Regions from separate parts of the Triticum aestivum genome. Here all the other regions are linked to region 2. Evidence: chromatin contacts called from public Hi-C data. All regions are on one chromosome and are shown on one strand. The core of a region is the stretch at or near the end of the contact, and the rest is flanking DNA. Distances in the headings are between cores, read along the strand shown.

Region 1 (2,700 bases), core at 90-2,589, 340 kb before region 2:
GGAAATTGATACTTTTTTTGTGAATGTATTCGAGTGGGTGAAATACTCCCCATTTGTCTCGAGAGGTCCAGGTGTGGAAGCTTAGCACTGGGTTTGTCATTATTGAGGCAAGAATAGTTTGAATATGCACACTTTCATTATGTACTTGCAGTGCGTAATGCATCATGTGTAGAAAAAGATAGTTATATTTGTATAGAGTAAATTACAATGTTTGAGGTATTTGAATAAAAAATACTTTGTTGTTTCATGACATGCAACAATGCGATCTTTTGTGCTCGTTATTATAAGTTTGAGTAAATTTGTATTAGTTAATATAATGTACGATGACTGCCACGTTTGACTAATTTTATATTAATTTAGACGTGCAAACATTTACTAGTACTCAATATGGAACACAGAAACCGACTATCAAAGCATTGCTGATCCGATCCCGCATACTATATATAGGTCATTAACTGACATATAAAAATGTTTGGATAATTTTACTTCTACAAATATACTCACAAAAACTGAGTACATTTTTAGCACTGGCTAAAAGGGTTATTATTCGAACGAAAACACATAATTGTTGCGTAAAAGATGTTGTATTTTCAGTACCAAATTTACGATTTGATCCAAAAATAAGGAGGCATTAAAATGATGCGGATCTTTGGGTCTCGGGTGCCAATGCACTTGAATTTGATCTTTTTAAAAGTATTGCGAAATTAGTCAAAAATTTCAGAAACTTCTTGCAAACAAGAATGATACGGTGTTATACCCGTGTGACAAGTTTCACGAATGAATGAGTTTTATGGTATTTTAGGTTAAACAAAACAAAATCGACACTATATAAACATATTCACACCTTTTGTTTATGTCAAGGAGTCCACGGAAGTCACTTCTTCGCTAAACTTTTTATACAAGTATAACACTACAAGATTCTCGTCTCCGAAAATTTTCAGGAATTTTTGACTCTTTTTGTTATTTATAAATTATTATTTTTCAAACAGGTTGCAATGGGACCCAAGATTCATTAGGTATTTCCGGGCATTAAAATGACATAGTATATAGCACTAATAAGGTTCTCCTATATGACATGAATGCGCCATCAATTTCTCCCACGAATACCCTAGTATATTTGTACAGCAATTAGTGTACAATTTTCACAAATTTCTCTGACGAATACCCTCGTATATTATCAGTTCATTTTCCGGCAGAAATTGAAAATATGCCGTAAATATATTTTAGCGGCATTGTTATCCTTTTGACCAAAAAATGAATCCCATTACTCGGCAATAAATGCGGCAGACTATATAAAACCCAACCTGATGCCCGGGGTACTCCCAGCAATTTGACTCCCGAGGCTCGTCTAGTCTAATCCACCTCCCCACTAATCCACCAGCTGTTTACACAGGGTCAGCTAACCGCTCTCTCTATAGATCAACGTCACTCCCCATCTTGTTCGTCTTGGTCACCCCCACCCCCACTTTCCCTTCACTGGTCAAAGGCACCACCACCCACATCACAGTACAAGCCAAGCCAAGCCAAGCCAAGCCAGAGAAGAGGACCAGGCGTAGGTGGATGCAAGTGTGAGCCCACCGTGTCCGCCCCATTCACACCCTAGCCACATGGAGCATCCGGCGCCGGCGCCGGAGCCGATGCTGCTCGACGAGCAGCCCCCCACCGCAGTCGCCTGCGAGAAGGTAACCGGATCTGTGCTGGGATGGTGTTGGCCGTGTGTTTCTTGGCGTGGTGTTCCGTTGAGCTGATGTTTAGCGTGTTGTTTTCGTTGGGCGCTCTTGTTGAGCAGAAGCAGCAGGATGGCGAGGCGCCGTATGCGGAGGGGAACGACGCCATGACCGGTCACATCATCTCCACCACCATCGGCGGCAAGAACGGCGAGCCCAAGCAGGTGAGCTCAGCGTCTCTTATGTTTCGCTTGTGTCTCTTGGCCTGAGTTTGCACGGCCAGTTCTTGCCTTGGTGAGATGTGTCTGCTCTCCTGCAGCTATTCTCTTTAGCTATGACAACTCATTGAAATATAGCTGTGTGGATTCTTGGTTAGATTTTTCTTCGTTTACCAAATACGAAAAAAATGTTTCAAAGCGGCTGAATTTATCAATTATCAAGGACGATGTAGCTTGTCAGCCTATTTTTGTAGTGCTCATTTGTTTGATCCTCATGTAACTATGGTTTGCTCAAGAGATCTGTTCCAAATATGCCTGTGTGGTGTTCCATACTGTGGGTTTTCGGGACAAATTTGGACGGCTTCAGTTAGATTTTGGCCAACACTAGTGCTCAAATCTGTTACTATGAGCAACAGCTGATACCTCTTTGGCGCCCAGTTGGTAATGTCCTGCTTTGTTTTTCAGACGATTAGCTACATGGCGGAGCGCGTTGTGGGCACTGGTTCGTTTGGCATCGTCTTTCAGGTGATTGCTCTAGCCATTGTTTGTTTCCTTGTTTGTGTTGTTGACTACCAGCCTGATGTTTAGGGAAATGTTGCATGTGTAGGCTAAATGCCTGGAGACCGGGGAGACAGTGGCCATTAAGAAGGTACTGCAGGACCGACGGTACAAGAATCGTGAGCTGCAGCTTATGCGTTCGATGATCCATTCCAATGTTGTCTCCCTCAAGCACTGCTTCTTCTCAACCACAAGTAGAGATGAGCTGTTTCTGAACCTTGTCATGGAGTATGTCCCGGAGACACTCTACCGCGTGC
Region 2 (2,700 bases), core at 139-2,638:
CTTTTAAAGAATGTGCATTACAAAATCCTTGTGATAATAGAAGTTCCACCATTTAACGTTAAAGATTATGACAACATGCACGTCAGGATTCTGCTGTGATAACTCCACAATGATTTCTAATAGCAGAAAGAACTAGCATCTACCTACAGTACTGTGTGTATGTCACAAAAGAAACTTTATTTTGCAACCCAATCTTACAATCAAGTTATCAAGTGAACCAAATTTACAGTCCTAAATAAATATAAAATTCGGATATATAAAATGCAAGCAGAACAGAGTACAGGAAAGGTTATCTTACTTCATGCCAAGATCAATGTGCTCCTGAATACCAAACCCAAAGCAACCAGTGTCACTGAAGTTCCTCCTCAGGAGCTCGTACTCCTTCACCTTCAGCCCACTCTCGAGAAGCTGCATTGCCTTCTCACCCCTGATCGTCACATAGCAGGCAATCTTCTCATTACGACGAATGCCAAAAGACCTGACAGTGTACCTCGCTGCCAAGATAAAAGAGCGATGACCGCAAGTCCGTAAGCACCACTAGATGTTGAAATCAATCAAGAAACATGGAGCAAACTTTAGCTTGTTGACAATATCTTACCCTTGGAGAAAACTGGCGACTGCCCGCTCAGCTGCTCCAACACCTGATGAGTAAATTCGAATAAATTAACCTCACGTCTCAAAATTTATTACTCCCTCCGTTCACTTTTGTAAGTCGTTTCAGACAACTCAAAATATGTTGTTTTGCACATTGTCTGAAATGTCTTCAAGGTCTTATAAAAGTGAACAGAGGGAGTATTAATAAAACTAAGTGCGCAAGCACACATAAGACGAACAACGTAGAGCACTACGGGACAAGTTTCATTTCGAGCGGATTGCGCAATTGCAGATCTATAACCACACGCACTGAAACAATATCAGATACACAGATGGATTTTAATTTATTTCTTTTTTTGTCGAGGACACCGAGTTGGGATGGATGGGTCGCGGATCTATGGTACCTTGGCAGCGCGAGTGAGGCGATCGCCGCTCTCCCCGACGGAGATGTTGAGGACAAGCTTCTGCACCTTGATCTCCCGCATCGGGTTCAACTGCTTCTTCTCCGTCGACTGCGAGAGACAAGCGCGTAAGAACATCGGGACACGCAAGAAATGCCGAGCGTTAGCATCGCGGTAGGAGTACGAGACCTCACCATGGTGATCTGACGGGGGAGGCCGCCGGTGGAGAGGAATCCGAAGATGGTAGGGTTTAGCTGGTTCTGGGTGTGGCTGCGGCGGCGGAAACCCTAGAAATCTCCCGGCCTTATATAGGGGTTGCTGGAGGTTTGCCGGGCGACGATTTGGCAAAATGGCGTGGGGGACTTGGAGCGGTCCGATCAACGGATGGACGGCTAGGATATTCAGGTCGGCTCTAGCTGGGCTGTTGACGTTCTCCGGCCCAGCCGGATGGCTACCTGGACCGGACTCCCGGCCATCATACTCATAATCTCCACTACTATTAAACAATCAAATAAAAACTTTCTTACGTGCATCTCATAAAACATACACGGATTTATTATGACCGCATGATTAAGCCCACTAAACTTAATCTAACAGTTAGCCTTAACCTAATCCATTCTCTGTGTGCACTTAACAATTTACATTGACTGACCGTGCTTCACCATATGAAACTCCACGTCCGATCAATTAGGAAACTATAATCATGATCGGGTCTTCTTAAAAAACTAATCACGGTCACATCTTCTTAGTAACTAATTACGATCGTGTTTTATTATCTCCACTACTATTAAATAATCAAACAAGAACTTTTTTACGTGCACCTCATAAAACGTACACAGATTCATTATGACAGCATGATTAAGCCCATTAAACTTAATCTAACGGTTAGCCTTAACCTAATCCATTTTTTGTGTACACTTAACAATTTACATTGACTTACATTGACTGACCATGCTTCACCATATGAAACTTCACGTCCTATTAATTAGGAAACTATAATCATGATCGCGTCTTCTTAGAAAACTAATCACGATCACATCTTCTTAGGAAACTAATTACGATTGTGTTTTATTAGGAAATTAATCATGATCGCGTTTTATTAGAAAACTGATCAAGACCGCATTTTATTATCTCCACTACTATTAAACAATTAAACAAGAACTTTCTTACGTGCACCCCATAAAACGTACACGGATTCATTATAACCGCATGATTAAGCCCACTAAACTTAATCTAGTGGCTAGCCTTAACCTAATTCATTCTTTGTGTGCACTTAACAATTTACATTGACTGACTGTGCTTCACCATATGAAACTCCACGTCTGATCAATTAGGAAACTATAATCATGATCGCGTCTTTTTAAGAAACTAATCACGATCACATCTTCTTAGGAAACTAATCACGATCGTGTTTTATTAGGAAACTAATCATGATCGCATTTTATTAGGAAACTGATCACGATCGCATTTTATCTCCACTACTATTAAACAATCAAACAAGAACTTTCTTACGTGCATCCCATAAAACGTACACGGATTCATTATGACCGCATGATTAAGCCCACTAAACTTAATTTAACGGCTAGTCTTAACCTAATCCATTCTCTGTGTGCACTTAACAATTTACATTGACTGACCGTGCTTCACCATATGAAACTCCACGTTCGATCAATTAGGAAACTATAATCATGATCGCGTCTTCTTA
Region 3 (2,730 bases), core at 15-2,514, 340 kb after region 2:
GGAAAACTATGCCTATATAAAATCCCCCTCCCTAAATTATGGGTCTTATGCGCGCCTCATATTTGGCACCACTATTGACCTGGTCTGCTAGCTAGCTAGCACGTGCGCGCGACGGGCAGCCATACCACACGCATGCTCAAGCAGCAGCCGCTAGCTAGCACGCGCACGTGGTGGCCAGCAAAACACAAGCACACGCGCTTGGCCAGCGGCGGCTAGCTAGCTTGCACGCTCGTGCGGCGGCAGTACTAGCACGCACACGCGGCGGGTAGCTCGGCCACTGGTGAAGCAGTGGCGACAGTGGAGGCCGGCAAGGCGCTCGTGGCGGATGGGAAACTGCTGCACCGGCGGTATGCCCAGCTGCGTCGGCACCGCGGCATGCTTTGTGCCGACGTAGGTGGGCTAGAAAGAGAGGAGAGGAGGAGAGAGAAAGGGGTCGGATGGGTGAGTTGGTCCTTTTGTTTGGATGACAGATGGACCAGCTTCGATGTGCAGGGACGCAGCCGGATGAAGAGAACACAGAAAACGTTCGTTTTATACATGCTTCGGACTGAAATCAGTCCTAAATTTGTGACCGAAATGACTTTGAGCGGACAGAAAACGGACTCCGCATGACAAATTTTTGTGTTTTGACCCTTTTCTGAAACCTATTCAAGATTTGATCCTAGTTTAATTTTTTTTCGAGATCTGACCCTTTTGCTACCGCCAGAGTCCATGGCGATAGGGTCTAACAACATACCGACAGGGACTTTGGCGGTAGGAAACATCGCTACTGCCAACCTGGCTGGCGGTAGCCTGCACAACCCTACCGCCAAGGTGCTTGACGGTAGGCACGAGCACACGCTGTGTTCAATACTTAGGAGATTTTTGGCGGTAGGGCATGCAACCCTACCGCCAGAGCCCTTGGCAATAGGCTGTTATACCCTATCGCCATGGTCCCTGACGGTAGCAAAAGGGTCAGATCTTAAAAAAATTTAAACTAAGATCAAATCTCGAATAGATTTTAAAAAAGAAGTCAAAACACGGAATTTAGCCACTCCGCGTTGGGTCTTGATTTTGGTCCGCGTACGGAGACGTACCGGGTGGAGGATTCGGATCGGTGCGTTGGATTCGCTCTCAGCGGACCGAAATCCTTTCCCGCCGCACATGGCACTCGGACTCCCAACAACAGACACATTCCCTGAAAAAAAAAATACTGCTACGTTCCCTGAAAATAAAAAACCCAACAGACACGTGGGTCCCACGCCAGCCTCCTCCCGATCCGAGGTGTGATACCACCGATCGACGGAAAGCCGGCCTTGCTGTACGTCACCACCGGGGAAGGCCTTCTCCTCTCGTCTCGACGTCTCCTCTCCTCCTCCAAATCGAGAGGCCATAGAGAGAGAGGGTCAGAGAGAGAAACCTAGCCCCTTGAATGGAGGACTCGAACGGCGCCGAGATCAAGGCCCCGCCGCCAGTCCAGCGACGCCCGCCGCGCCCGCGTGGAGGCGGCTTCACCCCCGAGGGCTTCGTGGCCGCGCTTCGCCGCCGGCTGAGCTCCGGTGCCGCGGTGGCCGCGCGTGCCAGCTTCGCGGCGGACTCTGGGGACGAGTCCGGCCCCCCCGAGCCCTCCTCGTCGCACAGCCGCCGCGACTCAAGCGGGGACACCTCGTCCGCCGGCGGCCCCGGGGACTTCACCGCGTTCAGCTTCCGCGCGGCTGCCCCAGTCCACCGGAAGGCGAAGGAGAGTCCCCTGAGCTCCGACGCCATCTTCAAGCAGGTGGGCTCCTCCCGCTCTGGCCCCCATTTCGTTAACAGACCTAACGAAACTTCGTTTAAATGCTTAGCTCTGTCGGTTGCTCAATTGTTTATTTGGGTCTGAATTTCATTATGACTGTTATGTAACGATAATTCAGGCGTTTCCTTGTCATAAAAAGTTGCTGCTCTTTTGGGTCGAAATCTGAAAGAAGATATGTTTTTGATGCGTGCGAGAAGCACAAATCTAGTACAGTGCAGTAGTATGATTTTATTTTTTTGCGGGGGTGCACTATGATTGGAAGGTTGGTCGCGGAATCACGTGATTTATGTGGTCAGATAGATGGTCACTGGTAGTTGTGGGTTTAATTCACGTGCTTTCTTTTTCAGTGTGATATGTGACCATAGTTGATAAGCACGATACGTTAGTGCTTTATTAGGTAACTCAGGTCGCACGCTGAAATGCAACGGACATAGCTATCCTTTTTGCTAATGATTTGTCCTTGGCCTTTTTTTTTCTATTGCTTGTGCTTTTCCGTCAGAGCTGTTTTATGGATGGCATATCTTCCAGCTGCCAGAGTCATTGTTCTCTGATACTTTTTCTTGTCATTTATAACAGAGTCATGCAGGCCTTTTCAATCTGTGCATTGTTGTTCTCGTTGCAGTGAACGGCAGGCTGATTATTGAGAACTTAATGAAGGTTTTTATCTGCCTTTTCTCATCTAGTAAATATAAACCATCCCCTCACTTCATCATAGACATACCGTATTTGTTTATCAGTCTTTTACTCCTGATGCTGTTTGCAGTATGGCTTATTAATACGAGCTGGCTTTTGGTTCAACTCTACATCATTGCGGGACTGGCCACTTCTAATGTGCTGGTAATATTCAGTTCTGCTATAGTGTATGCCGTTGTGTTTGCTTAATGCCTTCAATGAACTGATCGTGTTTACGATTTTCCTGGTCCAGCCTTAGTCTACCAGCCTTCCCCCTTGGTGCA

The links. A called contact is a pair of places that touch in the nucleus more often than the background predicts.
Region 1: a Hi-C map of leaf shows a contact between it and region 2, with 4 times the contacts expected there. The contact joins the promoter of LOC101669862 here to the promoter of LOC123041764 in region 2. A contact is called at or near these places in 2 of 5 Hi-C or Micro-C datasets (both in leaf).
Region 3: a contact with region 2 is called in a Hi-C map of leaf, with 3 times the contacts expected there. The contact joins the promoter of LOC123041784 here to the promoter of LOC123041764 in region 2. A contact is called at or near these places in 2 of 5 Hi-C or Micro-C datasets (both in leaf).

The regions. Positions count from the first base shown.
Region 1 is chr1A:150,340,484-150,343,183 of IWGSC CS RefSeq v2.1, forward strand. It overlaps LOC101669862 (shaggy-related protein kinase GSK2), which reads left to right and starts at 1,340. Exons shown (of 12, transcript XM_044464320.1): 1 at 1,340-1,682; 2 at 1,790-1,891; 3 at 2,351-2,410; 4 at 2,493-2,700. The coding sequence starts at 1,608. LOC123041731 (a long non-coding RNA gene) reads left to right here. Exons shown (of 5, transcript XR_006418628.1): 5 at 1-250.
Region 2 is chr1A:150,682,306-150,685,005 of IWGSC CS RefSeq v2.1, forward strand. It overlaps LOC123041764 (60S ribosomal protein L11), which reads right to left and starts at 1,389. Exons shown (of 5, transcript XM_044464328.1): 1 at 1,190-1,389; 2 at 999-1,106; 3 at 599-641; 4 at 299-494. The coding sequence starts at 1,192.
Region 3 is chr1A:151,024,271-151,027,000 of IWGSC CS RefSeq v2.1, forward strand. It overlaps LOC123041784 (diacylglycerol O-acyltransferase 1-1), which reads left to right and starts at 1,265. Exons shown (of 15, transcript XM_044464347.1): 1 at 1,265-1,756; 2 at 2,351-2,431; 3 at 2,538-2,611; 4 at 2,700-2,730. The coding sequence starts at 1,412.